Regions from separate parts of the Zea mays genome. Here all the other regions are linked to region 2. A link is a contact called in public Hi-C data. All regions are on one chromosome and are shown on one strand. The core of a region is the stretch at or near the end of the contact, and the rest is flanking DNA. Distances in the headings are between cores, read along the strand shown.

Evidence for each region. Hi-C and Micro-C count contacts between places; a contact is called where the count stands out from the background.
Region 1: a Hi-C map of bundle sheath shows a contact between it and region 2, with 5 times the contacts expected there. The contact joins the promoter of LOC103635951 here to the promoter of LOC103637299 in region 2. A contact is called at or near these places in 3 of 25 Hi-C or Micro-C datasets (bundle sheath, root tip and tassel).
Region 3: a Hi-C map of bundle sheath shows a contact between it and region 2, with 4 times the contacts expected there. The contact joins the promoter of LOC103635939 here to the promoter of LOC103637299 in region 2. A contact is called at or near these places in 3 of 25 Hi-C or Micro-C datasets (bundle sheath, ear and tassel).

What each region holds. Positions count from the first base shown.
Region 1 is chr8:135,828,648-135,832,549 of Zm-B73-REFERENCE-NAM-5.0, reverse strand. It overlaps LOC103635951, which reads left to right and starts at 1,824. Exons shown (of 2, transcript XM_008658319.4): 1 at 1,824-2,172; 2 at 2,315-3,902. The coding sequence starts at 2,325.
Region 2 is chr8:135,514,373-135,518,855 of Zm-B73-REFERENCE-NAM-5.0, reverse strand. LOC103637299 reads right to left here and starts at 1,366. Exons shown (of 3, transcript XM_020543123.3): 1 at 1,071-1,366; 2 at 1-916. The coding sequence starts at 902. It overlaps TRNAN-GUU (transfer RNA asparagine (anticodon GUU)), which reads left to right and starts at 2,633; the gene lies at 2,633-2,706.
Region 3 is chr8:135,185,285-135,189,374 of Zm-B73-REFERENCE-NAM-5.0, reverse strand. It overlaps LOC103635939 (E3 SUMO-protein ligase SIZ1), which reads left to right and starts at 2,618. Exons shown (of 17, transcript XM_008658309.4): 1 at 2,618-3,097; 2 at 3,773-3,853. The coding sequence starts at 3,071.

The DNA.
Region 1 (3,902 bases), core at 575-3,074, 310 kb before region 2:
AAAATAAATGAGAGACAAAAGGTAGAATTAATATTATTTAATTTCTTTTAGTTATTCCTTAAGGGACTAGAAACTAAAACAGTTTAATCTTTGTTTTAGTCACAATTGCCTCAAACCAAACAAGCCTTAATGTCAGGGATTTGCATGAGAGCAAATTTACTCTATATCTATCTACTACACAAAATAAGAATACTATAATAATGAATGAAAAGTAACTACTACAGTTACGACAAACGAAGTATTTTAGGAGATACAAAATACTTGGATTCGTAGAAGAAAGAAAAAACGATTAGTCAAAAAGATTAGAGCAACTCTAGGAGATTATCCAAACTTACTGATTTAGCTACTCTCTAAAATAGATTTTAGAAAAGAGTAGACTTGTCCAATAAACTATGTAAATTCAGAACTCTTTATGGTAAGTAAAGCATGCTATCTAATAATAGAGAGTGAATGTATATGGATGGAGAGATACTAAATTTGAAGAGCTATTTACAGAGTCTATTGGAGATGTTTTTTCTTTATTAATAGTCAAATTTACCTTTACAAACCGATATGACTAGTCGCTTAGAGTTACAAGTTTACTGATTTAGCTATTCTTTAAAATATATTCTACAAAAAAGGAGTAAGATTAGTCCAACTGACTTTGTAAATCCAGAACTCTGTATGACGAGTCAAGCATGTTATCTAAAACTAAAGAGCAAAGGTGTAGAGACTCATAGCTACTGAATTTGAAGAACTATTTACATACTCTATTGGAGACATTTTTCTTCTTCTAATAATAGCCAAATTTACCTTTACAAAACGATTTAGCTAATATCTTTGAGTTGCTTAGCAATAACGTGCAAACGGCCATGCAAGGCACTGTTTATAGAATAGAGTTTGAAATGAAGAGTGAGATATGGTGCAACAGAGAAGCTACTCGTAGGGATGGAGCACGGGCTCCAAGCAGCCACGGCAAGATAAACTCTCCCAAGCTTTCTGTTTACAACAACAACAACAATAATATTTTTTTACAAACTTAATGAAAATTATTAATGAAGTTCCATGTTTACAACTAAGATAATTATGAGATATTTTAACACATAACTTGTATTACAAGTCTAGCTCTAACTTTTTAAAAATGAAACTAGTGGTCAATTTTATTAAATTCATGAAGTTTTTCAAATAGCGCTTTGCAAACACTGTTTTTATACCTACTCATAAAGTTGCATGAAAATTATGCATCATGCCACTGGTTACATAGCATAGCGTTTAGATTGTCTCGTGACAGCCACTAATCATCAAGGGTAATCAAGAAAACTTACACAATTTGATTTGTGTTACAGAAGCTAGAGTCCATGTGCAAAGAAACACTCATCAAACCCACTTTAATAATTTATTGAAGTTGTTTTATGGTGAAGCTGAAAATCCCAAACTAAAATTCTTGAAATAAAATCCTTCCAACATGCCGTACATAACTAATTGTACAGTTAAGATTATATTTCCCCATTCCAATTTACAATTCATATTTTTATCACAAGTTTTGACCAACTCGTCTTATTTAAAAAATTTCATAATTGTACTGTAATATTGTTTAGCATATAATATATTTTAAATATGACTTTAAGTTTTTTTTGCAAAAAAATTTAAAATACGAGCCGGTTAAAATTGCTATGGAAAAGTCAAATGAACTATGAATTAGTATCATCAACTAACGAACGAAAAAGCAGGCGATCCAAGTTAAGTTCCCGCGCAAACCCGGGAACCCGGCAAGAGATGAGGAGTGGCCCACCTGCCAGCGTTACCAGTCTACCGGGCCCCGCGCCCGCGAACCCGCCTGCGAGGCTTTCCCCTTCCTCGGCTGCGTCTCCCTCATCTCCGTCTCCTCCGCACTCGACCGACCCCGACTAGAAACACTTTTGCGAGCCGCCCCCTGCCCCCGCGCCCTATTCCCACCCGCCGCCACCCCACCCCACCCCCCCGCGGCGGCCCTCCCCCAATCCGACGGCTCCTGCGCGCGCCACGTCGCCGTCGTCTTCCTCCCCCCATCCACTATTTACCCTCCACACCCGCTCGCCCTCCCTTCCTCACAACTTCCCCCCTTTTCCGTCCCGTCCCCTCCCTCGTCGCCGCGCGCGCTAGGGTTAGGGTTTCGCCGCATCCCGGCCGCTCCGCCCGCCTGGGGTCGTTCCGGTGAGTGAGCTTCACTTCGCTCCTTGTGTACTGCGCCTCCTCTTAATTCCTTCCACCCCCCTGTTGCTAGGAGGTAGTGGATTGGGGGCTAGGGTTTTAACTGCTTTGGCTTTTGCTATTTTTTTTTGTCTCGGCGGCGTAGGTGGGAAGCCATGGCGATCGTGAGGACCGGAGGCGGCGTCCGCCTCCCCAGGCTTGACGGCGGCGCGGAGGCCTCACTGGAGGCCACGGAGGACGAAGACGAGGAGGAGGAGGGGTCACGGGCAACGCCGTCGCATGAGTCCGATGCCGACGGCTTCTCCGCCGAGGAGGAGAACGGCGGAGGAGGAGGAGACGATGAGCCAGAGGCGGAGGAGGAGGAAGAGGAGTTCGAGGAAGAGGAGGACGAGGGGGACTCGGGGATGGGCTCCGACGAGCTGGACGTTGCGGAGCTGGGCGAGCCCAGCACGGAGATGTGCCAGGTCGGGGACCAGAGCATGGCCGTGCCGTTGGAGCTCTACGACCTCGATGGTCTCGGTGACGTGCTCTCACTCCACGCCTGGAATGACCTGCTCAGCGATGACGAGCGTCTGCGCCTCGCCGCCTTCCTGCCCGATATGGACCAGGAGACCTTTGCGCGCACACTCGTCGAGCTCCTCGCGGGGCAAAACTTCCACTTCGGGAGCCCCCTCGCCGATTTCCTCAAGCGCCTCAAGGGCGGGCTGTGTGACCCGAGGGTCAATCTGTACCGCCGCGGCATTCGCTTCGTGGAGCGGCGCAAGCATTACTACTGGCTGCAGAGCTACCACAACTCCATGGTACGGAGGCTCCGGGAGATTAAGGATTGCTGGAAGGGCCGCGAGGGATACAGCCTTGATGAGAGGCTGAGGATGTTGGACACGATGAAGGCAAAGCAGCAGCACCAACAACAACAGCAGAGAAAAGCTCTAGATTTCACAAGGCGGGCTGGGTCGGAGACTGATTCAGAGAGCAGGGGATCTGGGGAACAGGTCTTAGCTCGACCCAAGCACGATAAGAGTAGGCAGAAGAAGGCAGGGAAGTTAGCGAAGGAGAAGTCGAAGGGGCTGTTGCGGGTGGGTACACCGAAAGGAGTGGATGAGGATGACATGGGAGGGTCTGGCCGTGATGCTGTGGTGGCACTCTCTGAGCTTTCTCGTCGAGGGTATGATTCTGGCACACATAGAGGGAAGCTTCACAGGAGCATAGATGGCCTTTACTCGGAGTCGGAGGACCTTGGATATGAAAGGGATTCGTCAAGACCTCGGTTTCCGAGGCCGCTTCCCAAGCCAGTGAAGAAGGAATTGTCTACGAGCTGTGATGTCAATCTGTATGCAAATAACTACAGTGATAACCATACTGCATCTCCTTACTACTACAGCAGGAATCTCAGTGCTAATCAGGGAGTCACCTTAGCAGCAGCATATGATCCTCCATATTTTGATACCAGAAGGAATGCAAGGTACTTGGAGAGAGACTGGGTGCAAGGTGGAAAAGGTGTGCACATTAACGCTTTAATGGGTGATGAGATGAACTTGCCAGCTGGTAATCACACTGGTAACTCAGATGACTGGCAGAAGGGGCAATCTGCAGGTGATTACAGGAGCAGGAAAGATCAAGCTGGCTATGGTCTGAAGGTTAAGTCCTATAAAAGTATTGAGAAAGAGGTTAATGATGCCCGTGTTGGTTCTGACCCTAGAAGCAAGATATCACAAGCGAAGGTGGCAGGTAAA
Region 2 (4,483 bases), core at 117-2,616:
TGAGTGTTCCTGCTCACCCTCCTTTTGGCAGGAGCAGGACCATCAACTCCGGTCGACGGCGGCCTCCTCCGCTTGGCTTTGGCTCTCCCAGGGGCGGCGACGACGGCATCATCGATGCCGTGGACGACCGTGTACTCGGGAAGGCCCCTCGCCGAGCCCTTCCACCGGCCGAGCGCCCCGAGCTGCGCCGCGGCGACGGCGAGGTCCACTCTGTCGCCCCCGGCCCGCGGGCTGGTGGCCAGCGCGGAGAGGTACCCGAGGAGGGCCTCGGCCTGGAGCGCGCGCCTGGCGAAGGCCGCGTCCACCGCCGCCCCGGGCGCGCCGGCACGGACGCCGGCGTTGTCGATCGCCTGCGTGCTGGCGGTGGCCTCGTTGTCCCCGCCGCCTCCGCAGCAGCACGAGAGGCCGGCGAGCACGCGGCGCGCGACCTCGGCCAGCGCGGCGTCGACGGCGGCGGCGACGGGGGCCACGGCGGCGAGGCGCGGGAAGCCGGCGCGGAGCGGGAGCAGCGCCGCGGCGTCGGTCCACGCGAAGGTCCTGTCCCAGAAGTACGCGACGAGGACGGCGCGGCGCAGCCTGCGCCGCGCCCGCGCAACCGCCGACGCATCCGCCGCGTCGAACACCTGCCCTGGCCACCACGGGTGGTTCCTGACCTTGGCCCACACGAGGCGGCCGGGGGCCGCGACGCCGCCGCCGTCCTCGAACGCGCACGCGTACCTCGCGCGCTCGGGGACCGGCGCCTGCGCCTTCGCCTGCGGCGCCGCTGCCGGACGCGCGTGCCGGCGCGGGCTTCGGAGAAGCTCCGCCACGTGCGGGTGCATGACGCGCAGCCTCCCCGGGCGCCGCACCGTGGTCCCGGACCCGAAAGCAGCGTCCTTTCCGGGAAGCGGCGGCGACGCCATGTAGCGGGACACGCCTGGAAAGAAAGGAAGGGAGAGCGAAACGGAAGGAGCCGATCAGTGCGAGGGAGTAGTGGAGTGTCCTTGGGAGTTGGGACGTACACGACGCATGGAGAGAAGTAGGAAACTAACGTACGGACGGTGGAGGGCGGCGGCGATCGAGGCGCTTACCGAGGAGCGGCGGGGCTGGCGCGGTGCGGGCGGGCGTCCAGGGTGAGGCAACGTCGCGACGGGTGGCGGTGGAAGCCAGCGGTGGGGTTTTGGTTGAGGGTTTTTGGGAGGGAGGCGCGGCAGGCAGCAAGAAGAAGACAGGAGGAGATCAGGAGAAGGTGGGTGGAGGCGTGGAGCGGAATGTGGGTGATCGTGGGTAGGCAGGCAAGGGGGGTTCTTGCATGAACTACATGAGCTCTGTCTCTCACGTCTGCCGTGATGGTGTCCAGAGAGTGCTTTCATCTTCTTTTTCTGTCTCCTTGTTCTGCTCTTCCGTTCCAGAGAGGCAGTTACTGATCCTTGTGCAGGTTGCAGGAGCATCTGTCTGCCTCCTCTCATTACCATGTTGGTGTACACTGTACAGTACGTACGGCGGCGGGAGCGAAACCATTTGTCGTCATGCGTGCGATGCATGGAGCTGCGAGTAGTAGAGGGCCAGGGCCAGGGCCGGCCGGGACTGCAGCCTGCAGGTAGTCATGGAAAGAGAAGCAAATGCAAAACGATGGAGCAGCACTGTTTTTTCCCCTGTCTGCTCTGTCGATCGTAATTTCGTGTAATTTTCACCATCACGGTTCAGGTGACTGGCTAGCTGTTTCGTTCAGACTTGAGAGAGAGAGAGAGAGAGCAGCAGCAGCAGCATCTTTGTCTTAGCTCGATGGCTTCATGTTTCAGCAAGCATTGTTGACTGGTGCACCTCGATCGGTTCTTGTCACATTCTTCTCCAACATTATCATCTTCTCTCGAGCCGTGATTTATGCAAGTACTATATTGAGATGTAAACACGCATGGACTTGAATCGTTTTGCTTGTCGATCTTTGTGTCTTCATCCAATCCAACCTGTTTTATTAGTTCTTTAGACATCTCATTTCATTAATAAACGAACCGAGTCCTGTTTTTTCACACAAAACTGCATGCTTCTAGTTCTAGCCACTGCCGACAAACATTCTAAATGTCTTGTACAGTAACTGAATGTTTGTCGGCATTGGATTGGACAATGGAATTCATTCCGACTTGAACCTCTTCAAAGAAGAGTCGCCAGATTGGCCGTCTTTTTTAGGAGTTATAAACATTTGGGGTTCCTGTATTTCCACCTCATAAAAAAGCAGAAGTCTTTTTAAGAGTTAAACATAATTAATTTACGGTCTGTTCCCCCCCCCCCCCCCGAAGTAAGTAGCTAGCTAGGCCTCTCTGAACTGGAGTCCGAGGTCAGCCAGGTGCAAGATGAGCTGAAGAAGGCCAAGCTCCAGCTCCAGGAACTAGCCCGCTGTGGAGGAACAGGTAGACAAAACTAGCTGGAAGCATGATCGTCTTTGGCTGGTATATACTTCAATGGACCTTGTGTTGAGGAGCAGCTGCCTATTCTGTACCTTACACTACGAAGAATCTATGATCCATTCAACTGGAATCCCGTGTGTATATATATATATATGCTGTTCCTTCCATGTTTCTAGTCTTGATGTTTTTACTACTCGCCTTTGTCCAAAAAAGGTTACAAAAATCAAGAGAAGAAATGAATCATATTAGCTGGAATAGCTCAGTTGGTTAGAGCGTGTGGCTGTTAACCACAAGGTCGGAGGTTCAAGCCCTCCTTCTAGCGTTATTTTTTTCTATTATTTTTCAAATCATCCACCACCGGTGGTAAACAAGATGTTGTATATGATTTTTTTTTAAAAAAACAGATTATTAAAAAGGTAATCATAATTTCACATGTGCACTTAGACTGACTTAGAGGAAAAGATGTTTAGAGATGACACGTTAAGATATTATGTGAAAATGAAACAACTGAAGCCCAAGAAATCAGCAGACACATGCATGGACCGATCACTGACAGAGCAAACGCCCCTTGAACTGGCTTTGAATATAAACATCATCATATGACAGGTGCACTGTCTGCTTGCTCAACTTTTCAGCCATGGGTCAATATCTTTATAATACGATGCCTATCGTCACTCGTTGTTGGCTTCAGATTAAAATCGGTGTTCCGACTGCTGCAATTATAATTTATAAAAATAAAATATTTTATAGAAGCGGCGGCTACAGATTAAAGTCAAATCAAATTATATGAACATTGTATTACCCCATCCGTCTTACAGAGAGGAGAGGATCCATTGCAGAACTCCGTGCATGTCGGCACGTACGCTGCTCAGATCAGACAGTCATATCTGGATACCGTGTCGTCCAGATTCAGAGCATCCACCGTCCTGTCAGTCTACGGAAGACGATCTGCTAGTGCATGGCATGGTGTATGGTTGCTTCTTTCATTTCAGCATAGCAATGCAATGCTTGCTTGCGTTGCGTGCCGCCCATACTGTTTTGTTTTGTTTTGTCTCTTCCATCATATGATGATGATGATGATGGCTTTGTTTGTCCTGGAGGATCGGAGTATTTCACAGCCTGAATGCCAGCCATGTCCTTCTCTGTCACCCCACCCGTGTGACACTGGCATTGACAGATGCTCTTTTCCATTAGATAAGATGAAGATGTGTTCGCCTTCATCATCAGTGCTGTGGCCATGGATGGATCAACGCAACGGACCCACTCTACGACGTGGATGTACCATGTGCTAGGCCATCTTTTTGGTTGGTTTGGCACTTTGGCTGTCAAATGGGGTGAGCTTAGAGCATCTTCAAAGACTTAACATCTCCAAAAGACTCTTTATTTTTGACTCTCTATTTGACTATTTATTTATCTCTATATAAAGATTAAACTCTATATATAATATCTCATTCTAACAGACTTTTCAACATGTAAGCTAACTTGCTAGCGAGAGTTGCTAGCCAAATTTAGCTAGTGAGGGAGTCAATTTAGAGAACCAGATAACTTGACAAGTTATATGATGAAAAGCAATTTTATTATTAAATAGCTAAAATTTAGCTTGACAAGCTATTTAGCTAGTCCATTAAAGATGTTTTTGGACACGCTGCTGTCAGTCCACACAGCATATGACAGACAGACCACTAGTAAGGTTCTTCCAGGTGATTGCTTGAAGCAGTTAATTAATACTACGTAATAATTAATCCAAGTTTTGCTGCCCACCACCTCACAGTTCCCAAGGAACGAAGTGAGGGAGTTCAGGAGTCCACAGTCGTATCGTATTCCACAACTCCACAGTACGTACGTGCTAGCTTGACAGAGAAGCACAGCCGCCCACAGCCTTGTTTCGGAACAGCCGTTTTTTCCCCTTCCCCTCGCTTTCAGACCCTGGAATTGTCTCTAGTTCCAGTGAGGTGATCGTATGCATTTATTAATTGACAAGTAATACATACCTAACTCATCTAACTCATCGTAACTATACGCGTGTGACCTGAAATCCGGCACGACACACAGTGAATCAGGCCCACGCCAGACTCGGCCGAGCCGTGCCTAGGCCAAAG
Region 3 (4,090 bases), core at 1,369-3,868, 330 kb after region 2:
AATCTCCAAGTTAAGCGTGCTCGATTTGGAGCAATTTGGAATGTGTGACCGACCGGAAAGATTTTCTCGGGTGCGCATGAGTGAGGAAAAAGTGTGCACAAAAGACTCGTGTTGGTCTATTAGGACAACATATGATCCTAGCGAACTGCCAGGAGTAAGTACCGTTGGTCAAGGGATTGAACGGGGTGTTACAAGTGGTATCAAAGCTGACCCTCGCGGTTTCACGGGCATGTGTGGGTTAGGGGTTCAGGTATATGGTGCATGGCGCATGTGGGCCCAGAGTGGTCACATGGCATGTCATATGACGACACTAGACACACAGACGTGGCTAAGAGGGAAGGTTCCTGTATTGAGGTGACCGACGAGGACGTCGGTCTTCTAAGGGGGTGGATTGTGATATCCTGGCCTCTGGGATGGTGATATCCTGTCCCAAGGCTTAATAGAATTAATAGAGTATCCATACCAACAAGGTGCATCTTCTTTTTCGAAAGTCTATCTCGAAAAAACCTCCAAGTTAAGCGTGCTTGGTTTGGAGCAGTTTGGAATGGGTGACCGACCGGGAAGTTTTTCTCAGGTGCACATGAGTGAGGAAAAAGTATGCACAAAAGACTCGTGTTGGTCTGTAGGGACAACATATGATCCTAGCGAGCTGCCAGGAGTAAGTACCGCCGGTACAGGGATTGAACGGGGTGTTACAAGTGGTATCAGAGCCGACCCTTGCGGTTTCACGGGCGTGTGTGGGTTAGGAGGTCGGGTATATGGCGCATGGCGCATGTGGGCCTGGAATGGTCACATGGCATGGTATATGACGACACTAAACACCCATACATGGCTAAGAGGGGAGGTTCCTGTATTGGGGTTGACCGACGAGGACGTCGGTCTTCTAAGGGGGTGGATTGTGATATCCTGGCCCCTGAAATGGTGATATCCTGTCCCAAGGCTTAATAGAATTAATAGAGTATTTATACCAACAAGGTGCATCTTCTTTTTCGAAAGCCTATCTCGAAAGAATCTCCAAGTTAAGCGTGCTTGGCTTGGAGCAATTTGAGATGGGTGGCCGACCGAGAAATTTTTCTTGGGTGCACATGAGTGAGGACAAAGTGCGCACAAAAGACTCGCGTTGTTCTGTGGGGACAATATATAATCCTAGCGAGCTATCAAGAGTAAGTACCGCTAGTGCAGGGATTAGACGGGGTGTTACAACCACCTGCTAACGTGGCTGATAGCCATTGGATGTCCATCACATCGGACTGTCCTGACACTCTGCGCGGACCGTCCGGTGAATTATAGCCGAGGGAGCCCGACTGAACCCGAGAGCAGCCTCTTCGGCCGTACAATCGCCGGACTATGCGGTGCACACCGGACTGTCCGGTGGGTGGCACTAGACTGTCCGGTGCTGCCGAGACCAGCCCAACTTTCTTTCTTTTGAGACAAACTTCTTTGGCTCCTTTTGACTTGACTTCATATAGTCTCTAGCACTTAGACAAATATGATTAGTACCTAAAACAATTGACTAAGTGCAAGGAGCATACCTTTTTCACTTGGAACCACATCGATTTGTAGTATTCCCATTTTCGAGCGTAAAATGCCTTTTTCTCGATTTGCTTTAACTACATGTGCTCATGCTAATGCAAGATGATGTTAGTCCAAAAATAACGTGTTGAACATTTAATCAGCAAAACGAAATAGAAATCACCCAAGGACACATTTCCCTTTCAAAGTCTCCAACCATTCACCCTATCTAGCTCCCCTATATACTACAATTCAGTTATTTGATATTTTTTCATCATTACTTGAAGTTTTAAAAAACATACACTATTTGTATTACTACAATACACATCATTTCTAGATTACGATACTTAAAAGGGATTAATATCACAAAGTAATACATTAATTAAAGCGTGGGAGTAGATTGAAACTCACCCGGTATGGGGTAGGTTGTGGAGAGAACCGTCGTTGAAGGTTTTCACCCTAAATATCACCCACATCACCCACCTAGGGTTGGGGAGGTATACAGAACACCCTTGGAGGTGGCCTAAGGTGGCTCGATTTATTTGAGGCCCCTTTGGAACATAGGAAAAGTTTTTGAATTTTGAAGGATTAGAACCATATAGAAAATTTTCCTATGTAGCCATTTGAAATAAAGGATTGAGTTACTACAAATTCTATAAAATTCCTTTATGATGACTCATTCTAGTAAGATTTTGGAGGATTTATATCAAGAGATCCAACCTCTTGGAAACTTTTCTTTGTGTCTATCTCTCTCCTCTAATTCCTATGTTCTTCTTGTGTTGCATCTAAACACTCTATTCAAAAGTTTTTCTGTATTTTAAATTTCTATAGAACTATAATTGTCATGCAACTCTATTTCTACGTTTTTTTATTCATACATTTTACCAATCCTAGGAGGCCTGAATTTCAGCGAAAGAGAACCCACTGCGTATGCCACCCATCTCTTGTTTAAAAACCGACGCGTCTGAGTTGTACCCAAAAGCCGTGGGTTGTTGAATATCAGCCCGGCCCATATCGGATCGGGCTGGCCCACGGTGACGCCACGAGTGATGCACAGCGGTGGGTGGGGTCGCCGGCTCCCCGCTTTGGTCGTCGTAGAGGAAGTGAAGTGAAGGCGGGCGGGCAGGGCACGGCATGACCAACCCCGCACGCCGGATGGGTGGGTCGCGGACTCGTACGGCCCCGCAAAAAACCGGATTTGATAGCGGCCGATACGTCCGCCGCGGCGGCTGAATAGGAGAGAGAAACCGCCCCCCCTCTCTCCTCACCCTTTCTCGACGAACCCGTCCCACAAGCACGCGCGACGCGAGCCAAGGAAGACGAGAGCGAGGTGGAGAGAGAGAGAGAGAGGAAAACCCTGCCCCGTCCAGGCAGCCGTCGTCGACGCAAACGGCGGAGGCCACAGAGACGCCACGCGAGGGAGCCCCGCCGCAGCAGCACCCGCGCCGTCCCAATTCGGCGCCCCGATCGCCGGATCTCCTCGCCGGCGCCGGGGCCCTCGATCGCCCTCTCCCCATGCCCGTGCCCCTCCGGGGGTTTCATTGCGCGGGCGCCGGCCATGTCGGACCTCGCTTCCAGCTGCAAGGTATACGTCCGCCCGCGCCCAATTCGCCACCCGATCTCCGCCGATTCCCCTCGAATTTCCCGGATGATTTGGCTGGGCTCGTGGGATTCCCGCCCCTGCCGCCGCTCCGCTGCCCGCTGCCGCCCGGCGGTTATTTCCACGCCGATGTTTAGATGGATTGGCTGAGAGCTCGGATCCTACTTTTTTTGCGCTTGCTGGCACCAGTGCATTCTTTCCAAATGCGGAATCGCGTGGCCGGCGGTTCGGCCTCTTAGATCGCTGCCCGCTGTCGTCAAGCCCCGAGTTTTGGAGCTGCGTGCTGTTGTTGGGGTAGGTGTTCTATGCTGTCTTAGCCGCCGAATCAACTCCTCATGGATTGTACTAATTGATAGGCTAGTGTTGGATTCTTCTGTTGCATGACGCAGTACTCACTTAAGCTGCTCCTAGCTTGCGCATGGCTAACTGAGACCGTGTTACCCATAGTTTACCCAAAACACTGTATTTTCCCACTATATGCAGAGTGGAGTTTGAATATGGGTATGAATATGGTTAAGCTGCTGGAGATATTTTTTCTGAAATGTTTCTTTTTGTTCTATGGATTAACCATGGCAAGTGTGGCGGTGTACTTCAAGCACGCAACATGTAACAGTCGCTCTTGAAGATCTCACATGTTGATTCTTTCCCTGTTCGTCACAGGATAAACTTGCGTATTTTAGAATAAAGGAGCTCAAAGATATCTTAAATCAGCTGGGGTTACCGAAGCAAGGAAAGAAGCAGGTCAGCAAGTGTTTTGCTCTTATTTTTGCTGTGGGGCACTTTGTTCTCCCGGATATGTAGGATCACAACTGATTAGAGGCATGTCATATGAGCCTCCAGGGTGAGCTAGTCATCTGCCCGTACATCATTGTTGGGTCTGTCTCCTGTCGTGCTGTGCACAACTTGTTTTGGCAGTAACCATGGGTTTGCAGGACAAGCCTCAATTCATCAGTGTTGCAATATCAGAAATCAGAACTA